Regions from separate parts of the Mus musculus genome. Here all the other regions are linked to region 4. Evidence: chromatin contacts called from public Hi-C and HiChIP or PLAC-seq data. All regions are on one chromosome and are shown on one strand. The core of a region is the stretch at or near the end of the contact, and the rest is flanking DNA. Distances in the headings are between cores, read along the strand shown. Region 1 overlaps Gm30117 (a long non-coding RNA gene). Region 2 has its middle 13 kb from the start of Gm30117. Region 3 overlaps Gm30117 (a long non-coding RNA gene). Region 4 holds the start of Six2 (sine oculis-related homeobox 2). Region 5 overlaps Gm30117 (a long non-coding RNA gene).

Region 1 (2,700 bases), core at 6-2,505, 230 kb before region 4:
TGCACACGGTGGCCGGTACATTCCAGACTGTCTGCTTCTTCGTAAGCGCCTTTTGTTTGTTTGTAGGTGTGGAGGCATCAACCCAGGTTCCGGTTTCGAGACCTGCATTTCCTGTTGCCTCTCATGCTGTTGGTGTGGCTTTGTCGTGGCTTAGCAGTGAGCCTGTCTGACCTGCGCCACTTCTCTTGGCCCTCACTACTCCTGCTTTTAGGTCCCTGTGTTTCAGGCTTGCATCCTTGACATTCTTGTGGGGCTTCTTTCCCCATCCCTTACCTTTATATCTCATAAGTTGCTGCGTCTTTAACCATTTCCTGATCTCACCCTCCACCCCATCCCGTGCCTTCCTCTTTTAAAATCTCTGTGTGTATGTGTCCCTGTGTGCTTGTGTGTGCCCATGTATGTGTCCATGCCTGTGTGCATGCCTGGATACTGTGAATGTAGCTGCAGACAGATCAGGGCACTTGTGAGCTCAGAGGTTAATCGTGGTGCAGGGCTTCATCTTCCATCTTGTTTCTCACTGCTTATGCCAGGCTAGCTAGCTTTCGGGGACTCTTCTGTCTCTGTCCTCACATGTCCTGGTAGGAGTGCTCGAATTATAGACATGCTGCCCAGCTTCTGTCTTGCTTTTTCACCTGCCATGACACTCGAATAATTGCTATTACTTAGCTGGTTACCCGCTTCGAGTCAATCACCCTGAGATGTTGGTCTTCATCCCCAACTTGACTAGATTTAGAATCACGTAGGAGGTACACATCTAAGCACATCTGTGGTGTTTTCAGATAAATTCAACTGTGTAAGGAAGATCCAGTTACATGTGGGCAACGGCAGCCAATGGGCTGGGGCCTGAGAATCAGCATTCATCCGTTTCTTGACTGTGTGACAGCCTGAATCCAACCTCAGTGTGCCTCTGTCAGGTATTTTTCTCAGTGTGAATCTGCACTAGTGCCTGACTCTCACCCATCTCTTCCTGCTCACAGCCTGCCCCCCTTCAGTACTGCATGGGCTTTGGGGGTCCATCTCCCCACTGTCGCTCCAGTCCACCCACCCAGTATCACTGCCTCTCCCAGGTGACTCTAAGCTGCTCCAAACACCTCAGGTCTGTTCTTGTCTGCGTCACCCCCCAACCCCCAGTGTGTCCAGCAGAGTTCCCCTCCGCTTGGCCAGCTTCATAAACATTTGCTGAGTTGAGCTAGCTCCCACCTGGCCTGCTGCCAGGCTGAGAGTTGGAGAAATTAAACAGCTTGCACCAGGTGGGAAACTATGCTCACAGCCCCCAACACATAATGCGACCTTTCTTTCCATTCCTTCAAGATTAACAGGATAGCTGGAAGTCCCGCTGGCCATCGGACACTCGTTCATTAGGTGCTAACTATGTGTCAGGCACTGGGTACTGGGATGCGATGGTGAACAAGACAGCCACAGACCAGCTCTCCTTGGAAACTGAGCTCAGAGGTGGAAACCAACCTAAATAAACGGTAATTAGGTGCTACTAGGGGAGGCTGCATGGGGTGTTAGGCTAGGACCATAGAAAAGGGCCATCTGACCTGGGCTAAAAGCTTTCCTGATGCTCTGCTATTCAAAAGTGTCTGTGGGAGAGAACCAAGAGAGGAATGGGTTTTCAGGCCCCGGGAACAGCAGTTTAAATGCCCCAGAACAGGAAATACCAGGCATGGAAAGGGGGCCAAGGTGCTGTAGACACTAACAAGAAACAAGGGTGGCTAGGGTCATATGTAATGGCAGACCTAGAGGTAAGAGAACCGATGAAGAATGGACAAACAAGAGAGGGCAGGGGGACAAGTGGGGAGATACCTAGAGTGCACAGAGAGGAGAAGACAGAGCTCCGAGGTGAGAGGACGCAGAGGAGCAAAGGAAAGAGTAGGCACCCACTCCTGCCCTTTCCCAGGAGGGCACTATGCAGTGTGAGTTCACACATCGAAGCTAAGTGTCACACCTTTTTCTGGATGCTAGTGTGGAAAGACAAGTAAGTGTGCATGCGAAGCCTGCCTAGCACCTGGAGGTCCGACCTCACCCCTACCCTGCTCCTGCTCACACTCCTGCTCACACACTGTGTGACCTGCAGGGGACTTGAGGCCTTTTGTTTTTCATTTCCTGAATCATATAGTGGAGTTGGTAAGGCCCCATCGAGGGTTCCAGGAAGACCCTTTTAAACAGGATTCTAGACATCCCCTGAAGAACGACTGTTAACTATCCTCTTCTTGACGATGTCCGTGCATGCATGGAAATGCTAAGAGAGAGAAGAAGGTCTGTCAGCAGCTGGAGGGAGTCGTTGCAGACCAGGTCTAGCGAGGTGGATGGACGAGCCCTGTGAGCGGGGAAGAGGGCAGCCAGCGCTCATTGGATTAAGAGTGTAGAAAAGCAAACGTGTTCGAATCTTAAACACATCATAATTTTAAGCATCCACAAGTGTTTAAAAAGTGTTAGCTGCTATGAGCACATACATCCATTTACTAGTTAAACATCATAACCTGTTTCTTTTCTAAACACATGGGCAGGAGAACAGAACACGGGTAACATGTTAAACACACTGACATGTTTACAATGTGTTGCAAGAAGGTGTTTAACTTTTTGTGCTCCAAAGCTAAACACTTTGGAATTAGAGGGTTGGCTAATTCCACCTCCATTTAGCTCATACCGACTGGTCCCCTCGGCTTTGGACTGAGCACCTTTGAGGAGTGGCCC
Region 2 (2,700 bases), core at 194-2,693, 250 kb before region 4:
ACTATGATGATTCGGATGTTCACACGGTGGTTTTCGGAATGCGTTTTAGGAAACTCAGACCCAGGGAAGTTAAGAGGTGCATGTTTGGTCTCCTGCTAGAGCACTGTTTTGGGAAATTGTGAAACTTTAGGAGGTGTGGCCTATCTTTGGGAGGTGTGGCCTATCTTTAGGAGGTGTGGCCTGTCTTTAGGAGGTGTGGCCTGTCTTTAGGAGGTGTGGCCTATCTGGAGGAAGTAGGTCCCAGGCAGGTAGGTCGGAAGTAACAGCAATGTTCCAGGTTCTGAAAAACCAGTACTGCTGACTTTAGGCCGGGGAAAGAAGATTTTTGGTTTTTTTAAATAGTGTTTCCCTTAGTCTTAAGGTTGAGCTTTCTTTCTGAAACTACTACTTAAACCTCCTCCGGGTCGCCTGAAGCTGGGGTGGCAGGGCTTTACTGAAATGGTAAGTGCTTTCCTGACCTTCGACTCTCAACAGCAGACAATAAAGTAACTGATCAGTGTAGTAACGCCTCCCCCACAGGTCTCAGCTCTCTCTACCTCTCTGAAGAGACTTTTATGGTGGTGAACAAACTCCCAAGACTATGGCTTAAGAGGGGAAGGGTGTCCTTCAGTTCAGTTTCAGACGGGTCAGACTGTGGTGGCGCAATGTCACGTACTTGGGCAGAACATCATGAGATCAGGAAGTAGAGACAAGGACACTGCCTGGGACCTACTTCCTCCAGATAGGCCACACCTCCTAAAGATAGGCCACACCTCCTAAAGATAGGCCACACCTCCTAAAGATAGGCCACACCTCCTAAAGATAGGCCACACCTCCTAAAGTTTCACAATCTCCCAAAACAGTGCTCTAGCAGGAGACCAAGCATTCAACACCTGAGCCCATGGGACATTTTTAATTATAGTCATTGATTCACCCTCAGGCTCACTGGTGTCCTGGGAGTGGGCAGAGTAGAATTTTCTCCAGGCAGCACTGGGGAAGGTGAATTCTATAGCAATGGATGTGAACTAACTTGGTTTCCCAACCTGGTGCCAACATAGTCTTTCTATTGTGTGTCACTGGTAGCTGCTACTGTGGACAGACGGCAGCCTGGGGTGTGATGCGGAAACACCGACCTCGCGAAGCAGAATTCTCCCTGGAGAGACGGTGTTCTCTTGTATATATAACCTAGTGCCCTGGGCCTCGCCTTAGAGGCCATTGTTTACCTCTGAGAAGGAAGATTATGGGATATTTTAAAGACATAAATGCAAGGTCTCTTGTGGGTAGGCAGTGGCTTGAGTGTAGGTCAGCAAGCAGAGCGGTTGGCAACTGCCTTTAAACAACGGTGAAAGCTTCCAGCCCAGGTGTCCTCCTCATGTGTCTTGGTGCCTCCTTAGGCCTCTGTAAACAGCCAATCGATTGAGTGTCAGGACTGTTTTCATAGCTGTCCTGCACACTGGGAGTATTAGATGAAGCAGACTTTTTATTTAGTTCCTGACAGGTAATTAAATTCTGCCTCTACATTGGTTTGTGATCCAGCCAAGAAGCCAGGAGTAGAATTCTGAATGGCCCTAGCTATTTTCTGGAATATTACAACTTAATTTTGCTTCTCAAGTTGCAAGTAGAGATTCTGATACTGTGGAAAGTTTGACTCACGCTCAGGGCTCCAGGTTGGAGATTTCATTTTTCCAACCAGAGTTTGTGCTCTTTCTCAAACATGTAAAAACCCCTCGTTCCACATTCTTTCCAGCGTGGCCAACTGTGGGAAAAACTAAAAGTTACAGTTAAGAAAAACACCAACTGGCAAGAAAAGAAATCGGATGCCTTCCCAAGACCTGTTTCTTTAGGAATCGGGATTTATTTTACAACAGAAAGTCGGGGGATCTGTGTTCACTGAAAATGGAACTGAGAGCCCCCAGGAATCTGAGTGTTTCTGTAAAGAGCATGTGGGATTGATTGGGTGTACAGGTGGAGCTCCCAGCGTGGCCTGATCTTACTCCTTATCTAAAAACAAATGAAAGAAGTTCTAAGGCCTATGAGATGATGCAGTGGGCAAAGGCGGCGCCAAGCTTGCCGACCTGGGTTAAATCCCCAGATCCCACGTGGTGGAGGGTGACTGCCTCAAGTCGTCCTCCGACCATATGAAGGCTCCCATGCACCCACAAATACATATTAAAAATTAAAAAAAAATAAAAAGAACCAGAGGTTCTAGCTTCCAGACACAAGGTTCCTTGCATAGTCCTTTCCTGAGCTCTGTTGGAAGCAGATCTAAGACATCTTTATGTCATCCTGTTTTCCCAGTGGCCTGCATCTCCACAGAGATGCCCAGGTTTAGCCTGTCTGCACTCAGTGACTACCTTCAAGCTTATGAGATGTACCTCCTTACTACCAGAAATTTCCTAGCACCTCCTCCCTCAGAATGTAGCTTCTCTGTCCTCCCTCCCTTCCTCCCTCCCTTTTTACTGCCCTTCTTTCCCTTTAATAACACAAAGCATCTCTGAATATGTTTACATTATCCAATCCATCCTTAGGTCTCTTAAACCACGCATACAAATTATTTTTCTTCACATGTTGACTTGTTATTTATCTCCTTATGCCATGTAGCCCTGGTTGGCCTAGAGCTTATTATGTAGACCAGGCTGGCCTCTAACAGAGCCCGGTTTGCCTCTGACCCCCAAGTTCTGGGATTGAGGGTGAGTACCCCACACCTGGCTGCATGCTGCG
Region 3 (2,700 bases), core at 81-2,580, 210 kb before region 4:
CTGTAACTGTTGGGGGACCACCCTGTAACTGTTAGGGGACCACCCTGTAACTGTTGGGGGACCACCCTGTAACTGAAGGGAGACCACCCTGTAACTGTTGGGGGAACACCCTGTAACTGTTGGGGGAACACCCTGTAACTGTTGGGGGACCACCCTGTAACTGTTGGGGGATCACCCTGTAACTGTTGGGGGACCAGCATGATTAGTGCCATGACTGGTAAGGCGGCGGTTGGTTGAACCCAACGGTTCACAGCTGGGCAGATCTGCTAATGTCTATGCAGGAATGAGGGGGCGTGGGTAAAGGCTGCTCCTGAGGTGTGTTTTGAAAATCTTGGATTAGTTGGAGGTGGGAGATAATGAAAAGAATCATAATCATGTTGGACAGATGGAAGGATAAACTACGGAATTCTACAGAAAAATGAAGGCACACACAGGATGGATGTTTAGAATAGGCCCAGTCTCCTGTGAATCGGGCTCACTCTGGAAGATTCTTCACATCCTTTCCCTTTCAGATTAAACCTCTCTACATACAGGTCAGCGTGATACAAAGTCACCTGAGCCATCTTTGTTCCTTAAAATATTTCTAGTAGCCATACTATTAAAAATAAAAGGTAGGTGAAATGAATTTACCAATAATACTTATTTAACCCAACATGTCTAACATTATCATTTCAACATGCATTCAACATGTTTTGGGCTAAGCCTTTGAAGTTTGGTGTATTTATTATGCTTGTGTATCTCAGTTAAGAATGGCTTAGTGAAGCTGGGTGTGGTGGTGCATGCCTTTATCCTAGCACGTAGGAGGAAGAGGCAGGCAGAGCTCTGTGAGTTTGAGGCCAGCCTGGTTTACAGTGCTAGTTCAAGGACAGCCAGGGCTACATAGAGAAACCCTGTCTCAAAAAACCATGGTAACAATAAGTGGGGCTAGCCCTGCTGGGGAAGACCTCTGGATTAACATGGTGACAGTGGTATTTGAAATTCCTTTTCTAATAGAGCCTTCTCTTGTAACATCTGTATTGGTTTGCCTGTTAGTCTACTGAGCATTTAGTGTGTGTGTGTGTGTGTGTGTGTGTGTGTGTGTGTGTGTGCTGCACCGTGCTTCTCAGTGTGAGAGGGAAGATAAGTTCTATGGAGATAAAATAAAGGTCCTGAAATCAGAGCCACAGGGCACTGTCACATATGTAAAGTGCCACATGAGTGGTACCTGGTACTAACTAAGGGCGGTCTACAAAATCACGGCCTCCCATGCCTGGCTAATGAGCTGTGAGGACCAGGCAGAGCTGAGTTGCAGAACACAGAGCCCTTTGTTCAGTTTGGACAGTGTTCCTGATATTGCTGGAATACATCAATCAGGACACTAACTTGCCCAAGGGTGGCATTCCTGGTCTGTAGAGGGAATGTGGTGATGTTTGCCTAGCTAACTTCCTGGGGTGTTTGTATTATAGTTTGAAGATTCCACAAGAGGTAGAGAGTTACCAAGGCTGCTGAAACAGCTGGGCTTAAGGAGAGCCTGGGAGAGCCCCAGGAAGGAGCATCCAGGCCAGGTCTCATGTCCTCAGAGGTTGGTATGGTCTCACTTTCCTGCCAGGAATAACCTACAATGCTTTTGCAATTTTCTGAGACCTCAGTGGGACTGCTCCTCTAGGAAACCTGCTTGGATTGTGATTTTCTACCCTGAGTCCCTGGTGTGGTCCCGTGCTCTCCTGCCTGGTTATCCAGTCTCTCACAGCTCCCGTGTTAGACGGAATGACAGAGAAGTAAAGCTGGACCTCATTCATCTGAATTATGGGATCCTGGCTTGACACCATCTACACACTCACTAGATCAGTGATCTCCATATCCCTCTAAGCTTTGCTTCTCAAGGGAGGAGCGGCCCGAGGCTCTCCTGATCCTCCCAAGGCCTCCTGCTCTGCACTAAGTGAGGATTTAGAGGCTGTTTCTGATTTGAAAATTGCAGCCGAGGTGTTTTGCATTCCGTTATCCCAAAGCAACATTTCCAAGCAATGCCAGGGCAGAGGGGAAACAGTGCCCCTGGACCTTGAAGAAAGGATCAGTGTGGTTCCGTTATTACTTAGGTGGAAGAATGCCCGTGGGCCATTCTTCCCCATCAAGACTGGGAGGGCACACAAGCAGGGCAGTGCGTCCAATCTGAGGAGGAAACCTGGACCGGGAGGAAAGCAGGGGACAAAAGGACAGGGTTATGCCTACTCCCATGGATGCCACACATTAGTCTTTTTTGTCACGTCAGGGTCTCAGTTTCTCATCTGTCTAATGTATGTCAGAAATGTTACAGAAGTTGATTTGGGAATCTTTATAAAAAGCTTTGACGGGGTCTAAAATTAGCAATGGAAAACCCTGACTAATATATGACGTGCTGTGTGATCTTGGCTGAATCCCAAGCCTCTCTGAACCTTAGATTATTTTTTTTGAAAAAAAAAAAAAAGATGAGGGAGTGTTCAGTTGGATTTTCCCGAGAGCTGTGCACAATTCTGAATGCTTGCTGGCTCCTCTGATGAGAAGAGGCTTGGGGGAGCGTAGCCAGTTTGCCTTTCAAGGCTTGACAGGAGTTGTGTGCTAATAAATCTCTCAGCCAGCAAGCAGCCATGAAGTGCTACAACCTGCTCATGACTTTCTGTTCTGTGACGCTTTTGTGTTTGTTACTGATTTCCTGTGTTTTGTGGTCCATCTAGACCAACACTG
Region 4 (2,700 bases), core at 43-2,542:
TCCTCCTACCCACTTTCTAAGGCCAATCTTGCCGGAACTTAGCGCTGGGTTCTCAGGCAGAAGAGACCAGGAACCCGAGCCCAGAAGTAGGGAGACAGGAAGCTGGTAAATCCAGTCTCTTCTGTGCACCTCACCCCCACCCCGGGAAGTGCGACAATTACCCTACACACGCTGCCCTGGGCTCCCCGGGGCAGTCTGCGGGTCTATGCGGGCTCCCCTGTTTTGTGTCGCCGCCCTTGCAAGATTCAACTTCCGTAAAGGCCACACGAGACTGCCGGGAGTTTCTCGGGTCCTGGGCCCCGTGGGGTTAAGTCTGAGTCCCCGCCTGGCGAGGAGCAGATCGCGCCGAGTGGGGGCGGTACCGGCCGCGGGGCAAGCAGCCTGCTGCGAAAGGAAGGAAAGGCGGGATCCTCCGGGAAGTTGATTCTCAGGCGTCCAGCTGCGGCCACTGCCAAATCTCTGACTTCTCTCCCCACCTCCTCCCCCTTTCCCTAGGGGATAGACATCTCGGGTCCCGGGTTTCTTGCATGGGGGTGGGGTGTTGTCAGCTAGAAAAGCCAAGCCTTTCAGAGGCCCCCTAAGAGAATCCAAACTCTCCATCCCACTGACCTCCTCCTGGGTTAGTGTCTCTGCCTGTCAGCTGCGACCTTCCGAGCGACGCAGTGACCCAGCCGGAGCTGGAGCACCTGGCGAAGCCTGGGTGAGGCTGTTGCGACGCCTCTTATTTAAAAAAAAAGGGAGGGGTGTCTCACACTTTTTCTCTTGAAGGCTCCTTCTGTCCCCCTCTTTTCCTTTCCTGAAAGGCACCCCCTTAAACGGTCCTCCGCCTTCCCTTCTACTCCCTTCCTTCCCCACTTCGGTCCTCCTCTTTTCTTCGAGGGCCCCCACCCAGCCCCCTCCTTCGGGGTCCTCCTCCTCCTCTGCTCTTTGGGCGTCCGCCCCGTCAATCACCGCCGTCTCGGGGCCCCAGCCCGGCTCCTCTCCGCCTCCCGGGCTCTGGGAGTGCCTGGGGCTCCCGTCTCGGCCAACCTCCGCTCTGTGCAGAGCCGGGGCGATCTGTCAGCGGAGCTGGCCGAGGGGGGCGGGGGTGGGAGCCGCCCGGGCCGCCGGGGCTCGGGTTACCGGTGACTGACAGCGTCTCCATGGCGAATAATTTGACTCGACTATTGTCTGGCGCGGGCAGGCCCCGGGTCAGATAACCCGACCAATCAGGGCGCGGGCCGCCGCGCCTCATGCCCGCTTAGAATAATATTATTAAAAAAGCTGCAAGCGAGCTAGACGGGAGGGAGAGCGAACGAGCGAGGAGCCGGCGAGCGAGCGGCGGGCGGGCGCGGAGCATGCGGAGCGGCGCCCCGGGCGGCCTCCGGGCTTGGGCGCGGGCGAGGCGCGCGGGCGGCGGGGGCGCGGAGCTGCGCGGGGCCGGCGGCGGGAGCGAGGACGGATCGTTGTGACTCAGGAGTCGCTCGGGAGCCGGCGCCTGGCCAGGGGGCCCCGCCCGCCTGTCGGCCGGCCGGGGCCGGCGGGGAGGCGCCCATGCGGGGCCGCGAAGCGCGGTGAGGGCGCGCGCGGGCGGGCGGGCGCGCAGCCGCCACCATGTCCATGCTGCCCACCTTCGGCTTCACGCAGGAGCAAGTGGCGTGCGTGTGCGAGGTGCTGCAGCAGGGCGGCAACATCGAGCGGCTGGGTCGCTTCCTGTGGTCGCTGCCCGCCTGCGAGCACCTCCACAAGAATGAAAGCGTGCTCAAGGCCAAGGCCGTGGTGGCCTTCCACCGGGGCAACTTCCGCGAGCTCTACAAAATCCTGGAGAGCCACCAGTTCTCGCCGCACAACCACGCCAAGCTGCAGCAGTTGTGGCTCAAGGCGCACTACATCGAGGCGGAGAAGCTGCGCGGCCGGCCGCTGGGCGCCGTGGGCAAGTACCGCGTGCGGCGCAAGTTCCCGCTGCCCCGCTCCATCTGGGACGGCGAGGAGACCAGCTACTGCTTCAAGGAGAAGAGCCGCAGCGTGCTGCGCGAGTGGTACGCTCACAACCCCTACCCGTCGCCACGAGAGAAGCGCGAGCTGGCCGAGGCCACCGGCCTCACCACCACGCAAGTCAGCAACTGGTTCAAGAACCGGCGGCAGCGCGACAGGGCGGCCGAGGCCAAGGAAAGGTACGAGTAAGTGAGCATCTGCGCCGGCTTCCCTGGTCCTGGGAGAAACGGGTGCGGGAGGATGGGGAGCTCCTGGACAGGACTAAATCGCACCCGGACCCCGGGTACCAAGCTCGGCCGCAGCTCAGGCTGGCTCAAAACAGCGCTTAGGTCTTTTCTGGAGGCTGAGCGACCCGGAATTTGTCTAAAGCGGGCAAAGCGGTGCGTAAGTTCAGTAACTAATTCCTCAGTCGCTTGTGGACTAAACTGGAAAAACGGCGAGTTTCAGAGAGGGCAGGGCTGTGGGCCTGAATTCCCTGCGAGGTAAGCGTAGGCTTAGGGCCTGATCTTCGAACAACCAAGGGCGTCGGGGATCAGGGGGTTTAGGACGTCACCTCCAGGTCAAAGAGATTTTTAGGGGTCAGGGCAGGGGTTGGAATCTCCCTAGTATTATCTGGGTAATGACTGCAATATCTATGCAAGGTAGACCTATTCCTTGTCTGGGCATAAGAGCTGGGCACAAGAGAGTTGGGAGTTATCCCGCGTAGAAAGGACCCAAAGATGTAAG
Region 5 (2,700 bases), core at 170-2,669, 180 kb before region 4:
TGAAGGGTGGACTGCCTGACTTTCTTCTTGTCCTGTGTGGAAAGTGCTGGATGAGTGCGTTCACTCAAAAGAGTGTTTTCCTACCTGGGGCATCAGTTCTGGAAAGAACAGTCTTTAAGAGTAAGTTAACCCAAGGAAGTATGTCTTGTGACATAGGGCAGTTGGTAATTCAGGTCAGGCAACAAAACCTTCTCAACTCTTTCCATTTCGACAGTCTTCTCCTGGCTCGGTGCACTAAGGTCGCCTGTGGTCCCTGGTGCAGTTAGTCTCAGCCACTCATGTTTTTCCGATGGTCGTGGCGGCCCTGGTGCTTTGTTTAGAACTGCTGGTTTGCCTATCCGTGGTAGTGAGTGAACAGGTCTATGCCTTCCTTTCCTTGCTTCACAAGGTGAAAAGCTTGAAGCCAGAGCAACCTTCAGGATTTGGAGGAGGAAGATGTTGGCAGGGAAGGCTTGTCACCTCAGCAGACCCCGGGGTGCAGGAGTCTACACCAGTTTTTGGAAATTGCCCCGGGGAAGAAAGGTGCTCTAATCGGTCATTCCATTGTAGAAATACGAGTTCCTTATTTACAAAGACAGAAGAGTGAAGACTTGTCCCCGTCTCCCAGGTGTGCACTTACGTATTGATGGATGACCCCAAAGTGGGTTTGTTATAGAAAAAGTCTATGCTGAAGGCAGAAAGCTTGCATCTGACGACTGGGCCTCCAAGTCAGAGGCCCAAGCTTGGCTCATCGGTTCGATTTCACTAGTGTCCTCCACCCTGGAGTGGGGAGAATTTGGGTCCTTACTGTTTCCACAGTATTACTTTCTGAGGTTGCTTTTTTTTATTTGGTTTGGTTTGGGTGGTGGGGGTGGCTTTTAAAAATCTTTTGGTCAGAAGAACAAAATGATAAGCCAGTCTCTTCCCTAGACAGGAGTCTGAGATGAAGAGTTAACCGCCACACCACTCTGGAAAGGAAAATTTAGAGGGGGAGCACCCCACATTCTTGGGGTATCCACCTTGGGGAATATCTATGCTTGCACACAGGGTGATCCCAACGATGATTCCTGCCCCACCTTGCTCTTACCTCCAAGCCAGAGGCTCCTTCCCTGCCCACTAGACAATGGCGTCCTTTGTTTTAAAAGGAGGTGAAATAATTTCACATCCGAAATGACACATACAAAAAAAAAAAGTGAAAAATTAAGCCAGGCTAAGCTAAAAACGGTGTGTTCTGCTTGGGCTCCTGAAGGCCTCTCTCCTTGCAAGGCGAGCTGCAAGCAGAGTCAGCCAGACAAATTGGTACCTTGTGTTTTGTGTGCTGTGGAAGGGGGAAAAATGCTGCAGGGAAAGGGTTAAAATTTAGCTTTCTTAGTCAAGAGCTCCAAGCAAGAGTCAGGCACGTTCAGTTTCAGCCAGGAAGAAAGACAAGTGTTTGGTTAGTAACTGGATAGGGCCAGAGCCGGTTCCGGGCCTCAGGTCCCTCTGCAGGTCCCTCTGAGCGTCCCTCTGAGCATTTGGGGATGGCCTAGTTCTTGTGGTTGTTTGAAGGTGGAACAGGGCCCAGCGCAGTGCTACACACGCCTTTACACAGAGGGAGAGAGACCACAGAGATTCGGATCAGATTGTCCTAGTGACACAGCCAAAACAAGAGTGAGTGAAAGGTGGTCTTCCCTCCCCTGTGCCTCTTCTGGAAATCAGGGTTGGGGTTTAGAAGGCCAATCCTAGCAATGGTGGGGCTCACCTCCTGTTTTGGATCCTTCCAGGCTGGATTATGGACCTTATAGATCATTTAACCTCGCCATTATGAACTCTCTCCTGCGAAATGGGCCCACACAGAGCTCTGTAGCTGGGGTTTGGGGGTTCAGACACTGCACATAGAGTCTAGAGGGTTCAGCACTCAGTAATTTTTATTCTCGGCTAAGGAGATGGATCCGGTGGGGGAGTTGGTTGTGAACATGTGCACAAGTGCGAGGACTTGAGTTCAGATCCCCAGAGCACACTTGAAAGCAGGTCTAGCAGCATGGATCAATAAGTAAACCCAGAACTGGAGAGAGGCAAGAGAAGAGGATCCTCGGAAGTCACCCCGGAGGTCACCAGCCAGCAAGCCTCGCTATCTGATGAGCTCTCCGTTCAGTGAGAGAGCCTGTCTCAGACAAGTAGGGTGGGAAGCAATCAACAAAGAAACCCAACACTGCACACACATGCATGTGTACCCACATGTGACTATGAATACATGCATGCGCATGCACACACACACACACATACACACACACACACACACACACGAGTTCACGCATGCACACACACTCAATTTCTCCCAGTGCTATCTACACAGAGCAGAGCGGACACAGGAAAGCCTTTGAGAAGCCAACAGCCCTGCTGAAGTCCTTTCCACAGGCTTTCAGCACAGCCCCCTTGGTGGAGGAGCACTGCCCTAAATAGAAAGCAAATGGAATGGGGAGAAGAAAGGAGCCCTTTCTAAGCCAAGGGGGATTCAGCCCCAGAGGTCCTAAGTTACCCTGCCCAGAGCAGGCCTGTGGAGTCAGGGGCCTGCAGATTAGAAGGCCGGTGGGAAATAATGCTCTTCTTGTCTTGGCCTGCATTGCGCGAAGGAAAGCAGCAGCTGGCAGGCATGTGCAGCCTGTTAGAGGCACGCTCCCTTCAGACAGAAGGAAATCCTGCCCAGAGCCCCAGAGCCCCAGATCCAGGATAACCACGAGG

The links. Hi-C and Micro-C count contacts between places; a contact is called where the count stands out from the background. HiChIP or PLAC-seq counts read pairs in DNA pulled down with a chosen protein or histone mark.
Region 1: a contact with region 4 is called in an H3K4me3 HiChIP or PLAC-seq map of embryonic limb bud, with 4 times the contacts expected there. The contact joins the enhancer-like site here to the promoter of Six2 in region 4. A contact is called at or near these places in 6 of 39 promoter capture datasets (the 3T3-L1 cell line, the HPC-7 cell line, embryonic stem cells and 3 more), 8 of 484 Hi-C or Micro-C datasets (bone marrow-derived macrophages, cerebral cortex, embryonic stem cells and 3 more), 9 of 115 datasets of contacts at active chromatin or transcription factors (astrocytes, craniofacial prominence, embryonic forebrain and 6 more) and 1 of 9 other capture datasets (embryonic stem cells).
Region 2: a contact with region 4 is called in a Hi-C map of nephron progenitors, with 1.4 times the contacts expected there. The contact joins the enhancer-like site here to the promoter of Six2 in region 4. A contact is called at or near these places in 9 of 39 promoter capture datasets (the 3T3-L1 cell line, the HPC-7 cell line, embryonic stem cells and 5 more), 4 of 484 Hi-C or Micro-C datasets (bone marrow-derived macrophages, embryonic stem cells, nephron progenitors and 1 more), 12 of 115 datasets of contacts at active chromatin or transcription factors (craniofacial prominence, embryonic basal ganglia, embryonic forebrain and 8 more) and 1 of 9 other capture datasets (embryonic stem cells).
Region 3: a contact with region 4 is called in an H3K4me3 HiChIP or PLAC-seq map of embryonic limb bud, with 4 times the contacts expected there. The contact joins the enhancer-like site here to the promoter of Six2 in region 4. A contact is called at or near these places in 4 of 39 promoter capture datasets (the 3T3-L1 cell line, the HPC-7 cell line, hippocampal neurons and 1 more), 1 of 484 Hi-C or Micro-C datasets (embryonic stem cells), 9 of 115 datasets of contacts at active chromatin or transcription factors (astrocytes, craniofacial prominence, embryonic hindbrain and 5 more) and 1 of 9 other capture datasets (embryonic stem cells).
Region 5: an H3K4me3 HiChIP or PLAC-seq map of embryonic limb bud shows a contact between it and region 4, with 4 times the contacts expected there. The contact joins the enhancer-like site here to the promoter of Six2 in region 4. A contact is called at or near these places in 8 of 39 promoter capture datasets (cranial neural crest, embryonic stem cells, frontonasal cranial neural crest and 5 more), 13 of 484 Hi-C or Micro-C datasets (the CH12 cell line, LSK cells, bone marrow-derived macrophages and 8 more), 11 of 115 datasets of contacts at active chromatin or transcription factors (craniofacial prominence, embryonic forebrain, embryonic hindbrain and 7 more) and 1 of 9 other capture datasets (embryonic stem cells).

What each region holds. Positions count from the first base shown.
Region 1 is chr17:85,920,021-85,922,720 of GRCm38.p6, reverse strand. Gm30117 (a long non-coding RNA gene) reads left to right here. Exons shown (of 5, transcript XR_877085.1): 2 at 780-914; 3 at 1,312-1,475. Among named protein-coding and RNA genes, the nearest start is that of Gm30117, 7.2 kb to the left of the region's middle. Within about 2 kb of position 1,255, at least 14 of the 459 cell types and tissues checked have an H3K27ac peak or open chromatin away from gene starts, as enhancers often do. A contact at or near this core is called in embryonic limb bud and stem cell-derived cardiac mesoderm, where this site is marked.
Region 2 is chr17:85,940,279-85,942,978 of GRCm38.p6, reverse strand. No RefSeq gene overlaps it. Among named protein-coding and RNA genes, the nearest start is that of Gm30117, 13 kb to the right of the region's middle. Within about 2 kb of position 1,443, at least 13 of the 459 cell types and tissues checked have an H3K27ac peak or open chromatin away from gene starts, as enhancers often do. A contact at or near this core is called in nephron progenitors, where this site is marked.
Region 3 is chr17:85,901,396-85,904,095 of GRCm38.p6, reverse strand. The region is part of intron 4 of Gm30117 (a long non-coding RNA gene); the gene reads left to right. Among named protein-coding and RNA genes, the nearest start is that of Gm30117, 26 kb to the left of the region's middle. Within about 2 kb of position 1,330, at least 9 of the 459 cell types and tissues checked have an H3K27ac peak or open chromatin away from gene starts, as enhancers often do. A contact at or near this core is called in embryonic limb bud, where this site is marked.
Region 4 is chr17:85,686,846-85,689,545 of GRCm38.p6, reverse strand. Six2 (sine oculis-related homeobox 2) reads left to right here and starts at 1,292. Exons shown (of 2, transcript NM_011380.2): 1 at 1,292-2,153. The coding sequence starts at 1,594. CJ186046Rik (a long non-coding RNA gene) reads right to left here and starts at 1,052. Exons shown (of 9, transcript XR_001782258.2): 1 at 1-1,052.
Region 5 is chr17:85,869,285-85,871,984 of GRCm38.p6, reverse strand. The region is part of intron 4 of Gm30117 (a long non-coding RNA gene); the gene reads left to right. Among named protein-coding and RNA genes, the nearest start is that of Gm30117, 58 kb to the left of the region's middle. Within about 2 kb of position 1,419, at least 27 of the 459 cell types and tissues checked have an H3K27ac peak or open chromatin away from gene starts, as enhancers often do. A contact at or near this core is called in embryonic limb bud, nephron progenitors and palatal mesenchyme, where this site is marked.